Regions from separate parts of the Mus musculus genome. Here region 2 is linked to region 1. Evidence: chromatin contacts called from public Hi-C data. All regions are on one chromosome and are shown on one strand. Each heading gives the region's core, a stretch centred on a gene start, on an enhancer-like site or on the middle of the called end of the contact. The rest is flanking DNA. Distances are from core to core; before and after follow the strand shown. Region 1 overlaps Arhgap20 (Rho GTPase activating protein 20). Region 2 has its middle 5.3 kb from the start of 4933407I05Rik.

Region 1 (4,211 bases), core at 1,333-3,832:
ATCTCTCTTATTTGATATATACATTTTTTTTGCTAGATATTTTCTTTATTTACATTTCCCCTTTCTGGTTTCCCCTCCAAAAACCCCATCCCCATCCCCATCCCATCCCCCATCCTCCCTGCTCACCAACCCTCCCACTCCCACTCCCACTTCCTGGACCTGGCAGTCACCTGCACTGGGGCATAGAGCCTTCACAGGACCAAGGGCCTCTCCTCCCATTGATGACCAACTAGGCCATCCTCTGCTACATATGCAGCTGGAGCCATGAGTCCCACCATGTCTTTGGTTAGTGATTTAGTCCCTGGGAACTATGAGGGTTCTGGTTAGTTCATATTGCTGTTCCTCCTATGGGGCTGCAAACCCCCTCAGCTCCTTGGGTACTTTCTCTAGCTCCTTCATTGGGGACCCTGTTCTCCATCTAATGGATAACTCTGAGCATCCACTTCTGTGTTAGTCAGGCACTAGTAGAGCCTCTCAGAAGACAGCTATATCAGGCTTCTGTCAGCAAGCTGTTGTTGGCATATGCAATAGTGTCTGGGTTTGGTGGTAGTTTATGGGATGGATCCCCAAGTGGGGCAGTTTTCGATTAGTCTTTCCTTCAGTCTCTGCTCCAAAATTTGTCTCTGTAACTCCTTCCATGGATATTTTGTTCCCCTTCTAGGAAGGATAGAAGTATCCACACTTTGGTCTTCCTTCTTTTTGAGTTTCATGTGCTTTGCAAATTGTATCTTGGGTATTCTGAGCTTCTGGGGTAATATCCAATTATCAGTGAGTGTATATCATGTGTGTTCTTTTGTGATTGGGTTGCCTCACTCAGGATGATACCCTCAAGATCCATCCATTTGCCTAAGAATTTCATGAATTCATTATTTTTAATAGCTGAATAGTACTCCATTGTGTAAATGTACCACATTTTCTGTATCCATTCCTCTGTTGAGGGACATCTGGGTTCTTTCCAGCTTCTGGCTATTATAAATAAGGCTGCTATGAACATAGTGGAGCATGTGTCCTTCTTACATGTTGGAGCATCTTCTGGATATATGCCTAGGAGTGGTATTGCTGAGTCCTCAGGTAGTACTATGTCCAATTTTCCGAGTAACTGTCAAACTAATTTCCAGAGTGGTTGTACCACCAACAATGGAGGAGTGTTCCTTTTTCTCCACATCCACGCCAGCATCTGCTGTCACCTGAGTTTTAGCCATTCTGACTGGTGTGAGGTGGAATCTCAGGATTGTTTTGATTTGCATTTCCCTGATGACTAAGGATGATGAACATTTCTTTAGGTGCTTCTCAGCCCTTTGGTATTCCTCAGGTGAGAATTCTTTGTTTAGCTCTGTACCCCATTTTTAATAGGGTTATTTGGTTCTCTGGAGTCTAACTTCTTGAGTTCTTGGTATATACAAACATTTTTTAACATTTTAAGTTTTATGAAAAATGTTTCATCTGCATGTATAAAATTGTTTCTATTTAACTCATGCCCTTTAATACATTTGGGCACCTCTTAAAATATCGGAGTGTATGCTGTACCACTGAGAAATACATAGGAGCCTTTCAGTGATGAGGCTGGACATTGGTTGCTGATAAGAGTCTTCCAGCTGAACATTGGTTTCTGTAGGATCTCTAGTCTGTTTTTGTCAGCCGGTTCCTGCAGTGCCCCTCCCCTGGTGACTTCTGCCTCTTGGCAGTCACTGGCTCATCTGACTTTGTCATTGCCATTGCATAGGACTGCCCTGTAGCACCAGCGGCTTTAGCAGAATGCAGTGGCTGGCATCACTGCAGTGAGGCTGTAAAGGTGGACACCCACTCCCGCTTGCTCTCATATTTTTCTCTGGCCACTTGATTTGGGAGCAGCTTAGAGAAAGCCACTCAGTCTTAGCCCTGTGATGGTGCGCCCCCCCCCCCCAACTGAGGAAAGAAGCCATCTCCTCTTTCTGAGGGTGTAGGAAAATGCTACTATTTATCAGTGATGTTATTTAAGCGTTGTGTTCTCTTGTCTGGAAATGTCTTAAATTAGTATGTTAATTTCTTGAATAGTTAATATGCAGAATTATTTAAGCATTTGGTTGTTTCTCTGAGTCGGTTTTTGCCTTTGGAGGATTGTGTCCATTTCATCCTTGCCCTCAATTTAATCATAATATTTTATTTTTGAAGCAAAATATGCCTTGATGTTTTTAAAGTGTGCCAGAACTGTCACTATGCCCTTTTCGTTCCCAATATTGATAATTTCCCGACGTCTTTGTTTAGCCAAAGGCATTGTTTTGTTTGTGTTTTCTAAGAAGTGAGCTTTAGCCTTGTTGCTCTCTCCTCTTCTCTGCTGTGTTCTTCTTTGGGCTTTATTGGGGGTTTGTTGTTGTTATTTTGCTAAGATTTGTTGAATAGCTGTATGTAATAAAGCACACATACCTGCAACATGATGAATTTTAATTTGCTGTACAAGCATGAAGCCAACCCCACAGTCAAATAATAAAGAGACGCGTGACCTCCAAAGGTTGGCTGCGTGCCTTTGAACCTATCCTCTCGTGGTTCCTCCACCCACATGCAGATAATCAGTGATTGGTGCGATGTCACAGAGTTTTGTTTTTATTTTGAGACATTGATAAAAGTACGGTGCTGCTCTTTACTGCTGAGTCATATGGCAGTCTGGGTTCGCCTTCACTCGCCCCTTTTTAACTGCTGGTAGATAGGAGAGGCATTTCTAGCACACAGCCAATTATTGTTGCCTCATACATCCATCTATCAGCGTTTACAAGTCCTTGTATTCCAGTACTTTCATTTTAAAGTATCAACAAGTGTAATATCTGGATTTTGAGTTAGATGTAAGTTAAACTGTTAATTTATTTTCCAAAGAAGTTGACCTTGGGCCTGCAAAACAGCTTGGTGGGTAAAGGCACTTGCCACCAAGGCTGACAACCTGGGTTTGATACCTGGACCCCACATGGTGAAGGAGAGAACTAACTCCAGAAGATTGCATTCTGACCTCCACTTGCTTCCTTCCCCAGCAAGAATATATTCCAACACACACATACACACACACACACACACACACACACAGAGAGAGAGAGAGAGAGAGAGAGAGAGAGAGAGAGAGAGAGAAACAAAACAAAACAAACACCAGAGTGGCTGTACCACTTTATATTCCCAGGAGCTACATGTGTACCGTACCCTTGTCAGCACCAGGTATGGTCCAGCTTTTTAATGTTGAGTATTCTTTGTATCATGCCATTTTATCTCCTGTTGGTTTAGTTGTGATCTATCTGGTTACTAAAGGTGTTGAGCATCTTCTCGTCAGCTTATTGAATATCTGTATCTTCTCTGGTAGAATGCTAGTTTACATGTCTTGATTCTTGAGTTGTTTGGAGTGTTGAGTCATGAGTGTTAAATGCCATGGTTTGTACTGTCCAGTATGATGGCCACTGAAATACTACAGATCCCGTTCCCCACTAGCTCCAGCCGCAGTTTAAGATCACGTGAAGATGTGAACCATTATTACCCATGATTCAATGCTGGTAGACTGTTTTCAGATCTCCATGGAGTTACCTGTATGCTAAGCTTTGCCCCAGTGCATGCCCTGTGAATTCTCCCCTCTAAACATAGAGCTGGTGATTTCCCCCAACAACACTGTCCTTGAAAGAGACAGATTGTAAATTTTAATGAAGTCCAGCTTAGTGCTTGTTTCTTTTTAAACCTTGTGCTGTATTCTGGTTTTTTATTATTAACATTTTTTATTTGTTTATTTTTATCTATTTATTTTTCTTTTAGGCTAAATGTAAGGTCAAGATAATCCTCTTGTGCCTTATTTTAGCAATGCTTACATTTAGAAATATGGTCTACTTTGGGTCATTTCTATGTATGATCTACAATGAAAGTCAGTATTCAAGTTTATTGCACGTAAAGAACCCTCTCCGTATTCAGTTCCCTTCCTTCTTGGTCACACAGTCATTTTGCTGTGTCCTGGACATACCTTCTTCTGTACTCAATACTATTCATGCCCAAATGACACTATCCCAGTAATAAGAGCTCTGAAACCTTTTCAAATCTAGGTGTGTGAGTCTCTCGGCTTCACTGTTATGGGGTTCCCCCCATATTTCTGGTTATTTCAGGCCCTAAAATCATCTATGTAAATGTGTTAATCTGATGATTGGCAATTCCAATAAGACTGGGCCTGAGACAATAGGAACAGCTTTTCACTGACAGTACTGTAGTCAAAAAAT
Region 2 (4,030 bases), core at 803-3,302, 110 kb after region 1:
TCACATTAGTCTCCAAAGACCAGACCTGAACGCAAAGCGAGAAAACATGGATTGATCGCAGCTGTGGATCCATGGTGATTTGTGCTTAGTGCTGAAAAGTGTCGGGTCTGTGGTTGGAACCCCTGACTTTCTGGCCATGAGCCATCATTAACACAAATGCTGATATGTTTGTTCTTCTCCCTTTGTGTCAGGCCCCATCAGCCGACCCTGCCTAACTTCTGCCTTACAAAATTTCCATGTGTTTTAGAGTCATTGTATACAAGATCTTTGTTCAAAACTGCCATGGTCACAGTACACAGAGATCACCAGTCTGTGGACAGGCTGAGGTATTAGTCCTAAGGGCATATAACATGGTCCCTAATACTAGAAGCTGAAGTCAGATGACCTGGGTCCAAATCACAGCACCAACTTGTCTGTTGTGTAACCCAGAGTGCCAAAATCATCATTGTGAACATCTGGCTCTTCTTGGTAAGATGTAAGTAACAAAACCATACATCAAGAACTTCTTGAACTGAAAGATGGTCCTAGTTAGCTTTAACTATCTGCTTGACACAGCCTAAAGGGACCGCTGAGGGGAAAGCCTCAACTGAGCAGTTCCCTAGGTCAGTTTATCCATGAGCATGTCTGTACAGACAGAGTTGCCTTGATTGCTAATTGACATCAAAGGTCCAACCCACTGTGAGTGGTACCATTCCCTAGGCAGGTGTTTCTGGACTGTTTGAGGGAGTGAGGTAAGCATCTGCCTGAGTGAGCCAGTAAGCAGCCTTCCTCCATGGCTGCTTCTTCAAGTTCCTGCAGTCAAGCCTTCCCTCCTCTGAGTTGCTTTTGGTTATGATATTTTGTCACAGCCACAGAAATGAAACTAGGACACGGATCAATTTTTGTTATTGTTTTTCCAACTTGGGGCGGATCCTTTTGTATAAAGATAATGCTTGGGAGTGGCCAGCAATTTCAAATTGCTATGAAAAATGATTATTTGCTATAGGAACTTGCAGACGAAACCATCGAGCATGGCTGCTTACTGGCTCACTCAGGCAGATGCTTGCCTCGCTCCCTCAAACAGCCCAGAAACACCTGCCTAGGGAATGGCACCACCCACAGTGGGTTGGACCTTCTTCTGTCAATTAGACATTCTATAAAAATGCTTATTCTAAATGTGTATACTTACTACCATAGACCACTAACTGAGGACCATGTACCAGCATCACTACAGATCTCACCCAGAAAAGCGTAACCCCTGGCACAGAATGAGAGTGTTTTCTGCTGTGGTGATTATGAGCCCCTTGTGTGTTTGTAAAAATAAAGTACTGGCCAGTGACTTAGCCCATTAATCACACGTACTAGTAGAAAGAGAAATAATCTCCAAAGCAAGATTATTGTTTGTTTAGTTATTTACTTTTGACTAGCAGGGCTCTGACTAAACATTATTGCTTAAATTTCTTGGCATTTGTATTCAGCATTAGGTAATCTCTGGATTTTGTTTTCTTTTGCAGCCTCTGAAGATGCCTTTCATCTCCTAAGGACTGTGGGTGACAAGGCTGATACAGCTATCGGTGGGTTTCTGTGGGCTGTTCTGTAGGTCAGTTCTCTCTTAGCAATTAGAACCTTTCTAAGCATAACACAAAAGAGCTACAGTGGCCTCTGCCTATGGGCTTCTGGGCTGTTTACTTCTTCACAGCAGGCTGAGACCTGTTAGCTCAAAAGTGCTCTGGCACTAAACACAGATTTTTACACATCCAGTTGTTTTTAGTCATAGTCTAAATAAGCAGACATCTAGCCATTTGGAGCCTGTCTACTATGCAGAACCCAGGAGGCTTCATCCAACATCTACAAACCATAGATAAGAAAGACCTGATAACCACAAACCCCAGAAGCCTCTGTCACTCGGCTGAGCTCTCTGACCCAGACTCTTGACATTTCAGCTGGGTCTCTGACCCCCTCCCTTGGGAGTTCCCTTTTCTGCGCAGTGGCCCCTGCAGTAACTGTAGACTCTCACAGATACTTTCCTGTGGTAAGGTATGTGCCACAAATGAGACCTGTCAGAGTAGCACTAGAGTCTGTGTGTGCTACTGCCACCTGGTGGTCATATCTTCCATCACTCAGTCTCCAGAACCCAAGACTTAAACTGTAGCAATGAACCAAATTCGAGGTCTGTTTTCAGTGGTTTGAGCTTCAGTTAAAGGTACCTAAGGCCCAGCAGGCTCCCTACACAGCAATGACAGAAGGAAAACTCTGTTAGGTGTGCCTTCCCACTCCACAAGGCTAGAATTTAAAATCAGAAATCTGCTTACAAGGGCTTTCTTTATTTGGCTTGCTGGCGTGTAGCAGCGGGCAGACTACCCACTAATAGTGACCATTGATTCTGTCAATGGGAAAATGAGTTCTCCACCTCCACAGGCTGTCATGAGGATTGAACAAATTAATGCATATGGTGACATAGTTTCAGACAATACACGGTCACCACAGAGCATCATTATTGCTATCTACATTTCTCCCTCTGAAGGTGCTACCATGGCCTCCATGTCAGACCCTATTAGAAAAGAGACTTAGATTGCCTAAAAAGCTTTAATGGAAATGTAACATTTTTTAATAAAACATTTTATTTTATTTTTATTACTTTTTTATTAGATATTTTCTTTATTTACATTTCAAATGCTATCCCCTTTCCTCATTTCCCATCAAAAATCCCCCTTCCCCCTGCTCACCAATTCACCCACTCCTGCTTCCTGGTCCTGGCATTCCCCTACATTGGGGCATCAAGCCTTCACAGGACCAAGGGCCTCTCCTCCCATTGATGACCTACAAAGCCATCCTCTGCTGCATAGGCATCTGGAGCCATGAGTCCCACCATGTGCTCTTTGGTTGGTGGTTTAGTCCCTGGGAGCTCTGGGGGTACTGGTTGGTTCATATTGTTGTTCCTCCTATGGGGCTGCAAGCTCCTTCAGCTCCTTGGACCCTTTCTCTAGCTCTTCCATTGGAGACCCTGTGCTCAGTCCAATGCTTAGCTGAGAACATCCACTTCTGTATTTGTCAGGCACTGGCAGAGCCTCTCAGGAGACAGCTATATCAAGCTCCTGTCAGCAAGCACTTGTGTCTGGGTTTGGTGACTGTATATGGGGTGGATCCCCAGGTGGAGAAATCTCGGGATGGTCATTCCTTCAGTCTCTGCTCCACACTTTGTCTCTGTTTCTCCTCCCATGGGTATTTTGTTCCCCCTTCTAAGAAGGACTGAAGTATCCACACTTTGGTCTTCCTTCTTCTTAAATTTCATGTGTTTTGCAAATTGTATCTTGGGTAATCTGAGCTTCTGGGCTAATATCCACTTATCAGTGAGTGCATATCATGTGGGTTTTTTGGGATTGGGTTACCCCAGTCAGGATGATATTTTCTAGTTGACTCATTTGCCTAAGAATTTCATAAATTCATTGTTTTGAATAGCTAAGTACTACTCCATTGTACCACTTTTCCTGTATCTATTCCTTTGTTGAGGAACATCTGGGTTCTTTCAAGCTTCTGGCTATTATAAATAAGGCTGCTATGAACATAGTGGAGCATGTGTCCTTATTACATGTTGGAGCATCTTCTGGGTATATGCCTAGGACTGGTATTGTTGGGTCCTCAGGTAGTACTATGTCCAATTTTCTGAGGAACTGCCAAACTGATTTCCAGAGTGGTTGTACCAGCTTGCAATCCCACCAGCAATGGAGGAGTGTTCCTCTTTCTCCACATCCTCTCCAGCATCTGCTGTCACCTGAGTTTTTGATCTTAGCCATTCTGACTGGTGTGGGGTGGAATCTCAGGGTTGTTTTGATTTGCATTCCCCTGATGACTAAAGATGTTGAACATTTCTTTAGGTTCTTCTCAGCCATTCGGTATTCCTCAGTTGAGAATTCTTTGTTTAGCTCTGTACCCCATTTTTAATAGGATTATTTGTTTCTCTGGAGTCTAAGTTCTTGAGTTCTTTGTATGTATTGCATATTAGCCCTCTATCGGATGTAGGGTTAGTAAAGTTCTTTTTTACAATCTGTTG

What was found. Hi-C and Micro-C count contacts between places; a contact is called where the count stands out from the background.
Region 2: a contact with region 1 is called in a Hi-C map of double positive thymocytes, with 2.5 times the contacts expected there. The contact joins two enhancer-like sites. A contact is called at or near these places in 1 of 15 datasets of contacts at CTCF or cohesin (stem cell-derived epiblast-like cells), 35 of 484 Hi-C or Micro-C datasets (CD4 T cells, CD8 T cells, the CH12 cell line and 19 more) and 2 of 115 datasets of contacts at active chromatin or transcription factors (astrocytes and thymic regulatory T cells).

Annotation. Positions count from the first base shown.
Region 1 is chr9:51,796,754-51,800,964 of GRCm38.p6, forward strand. The region is part of intron 2 of Arhgap20 (Rho GTPase activating protein 20); the gene reads left to right. Among named protein-coding and RNA genes, the nearest start is that of Gm40520, 33 kb to the left of the region's middle. Within about 2 kb of position 2,583, at least 9 of the 459 cell types and tissues checked have an H3K27ac peak or open chromatin away from gene starts, as enhancers often do. A contact at or near this core is called in granulosa cells, where this site is marked.
Region 2 is chr9:51,907,094-51,911,123 of GRCm38.p6, forward strand. No RefSeq gene overlaps it. Among named protein-coding and RNA genes, the nearest start is that of 4933407I05Rik, 5.3 kb to the right of the region's middle. Within about 2 kb of position 2,053, at least 34 of the 459 cell types and tissues checked have an H3K27ac peak or open chromatin away from gene starts, as enhancers often do. A contact at or near this core is called in granulosa cells, where this site is marked.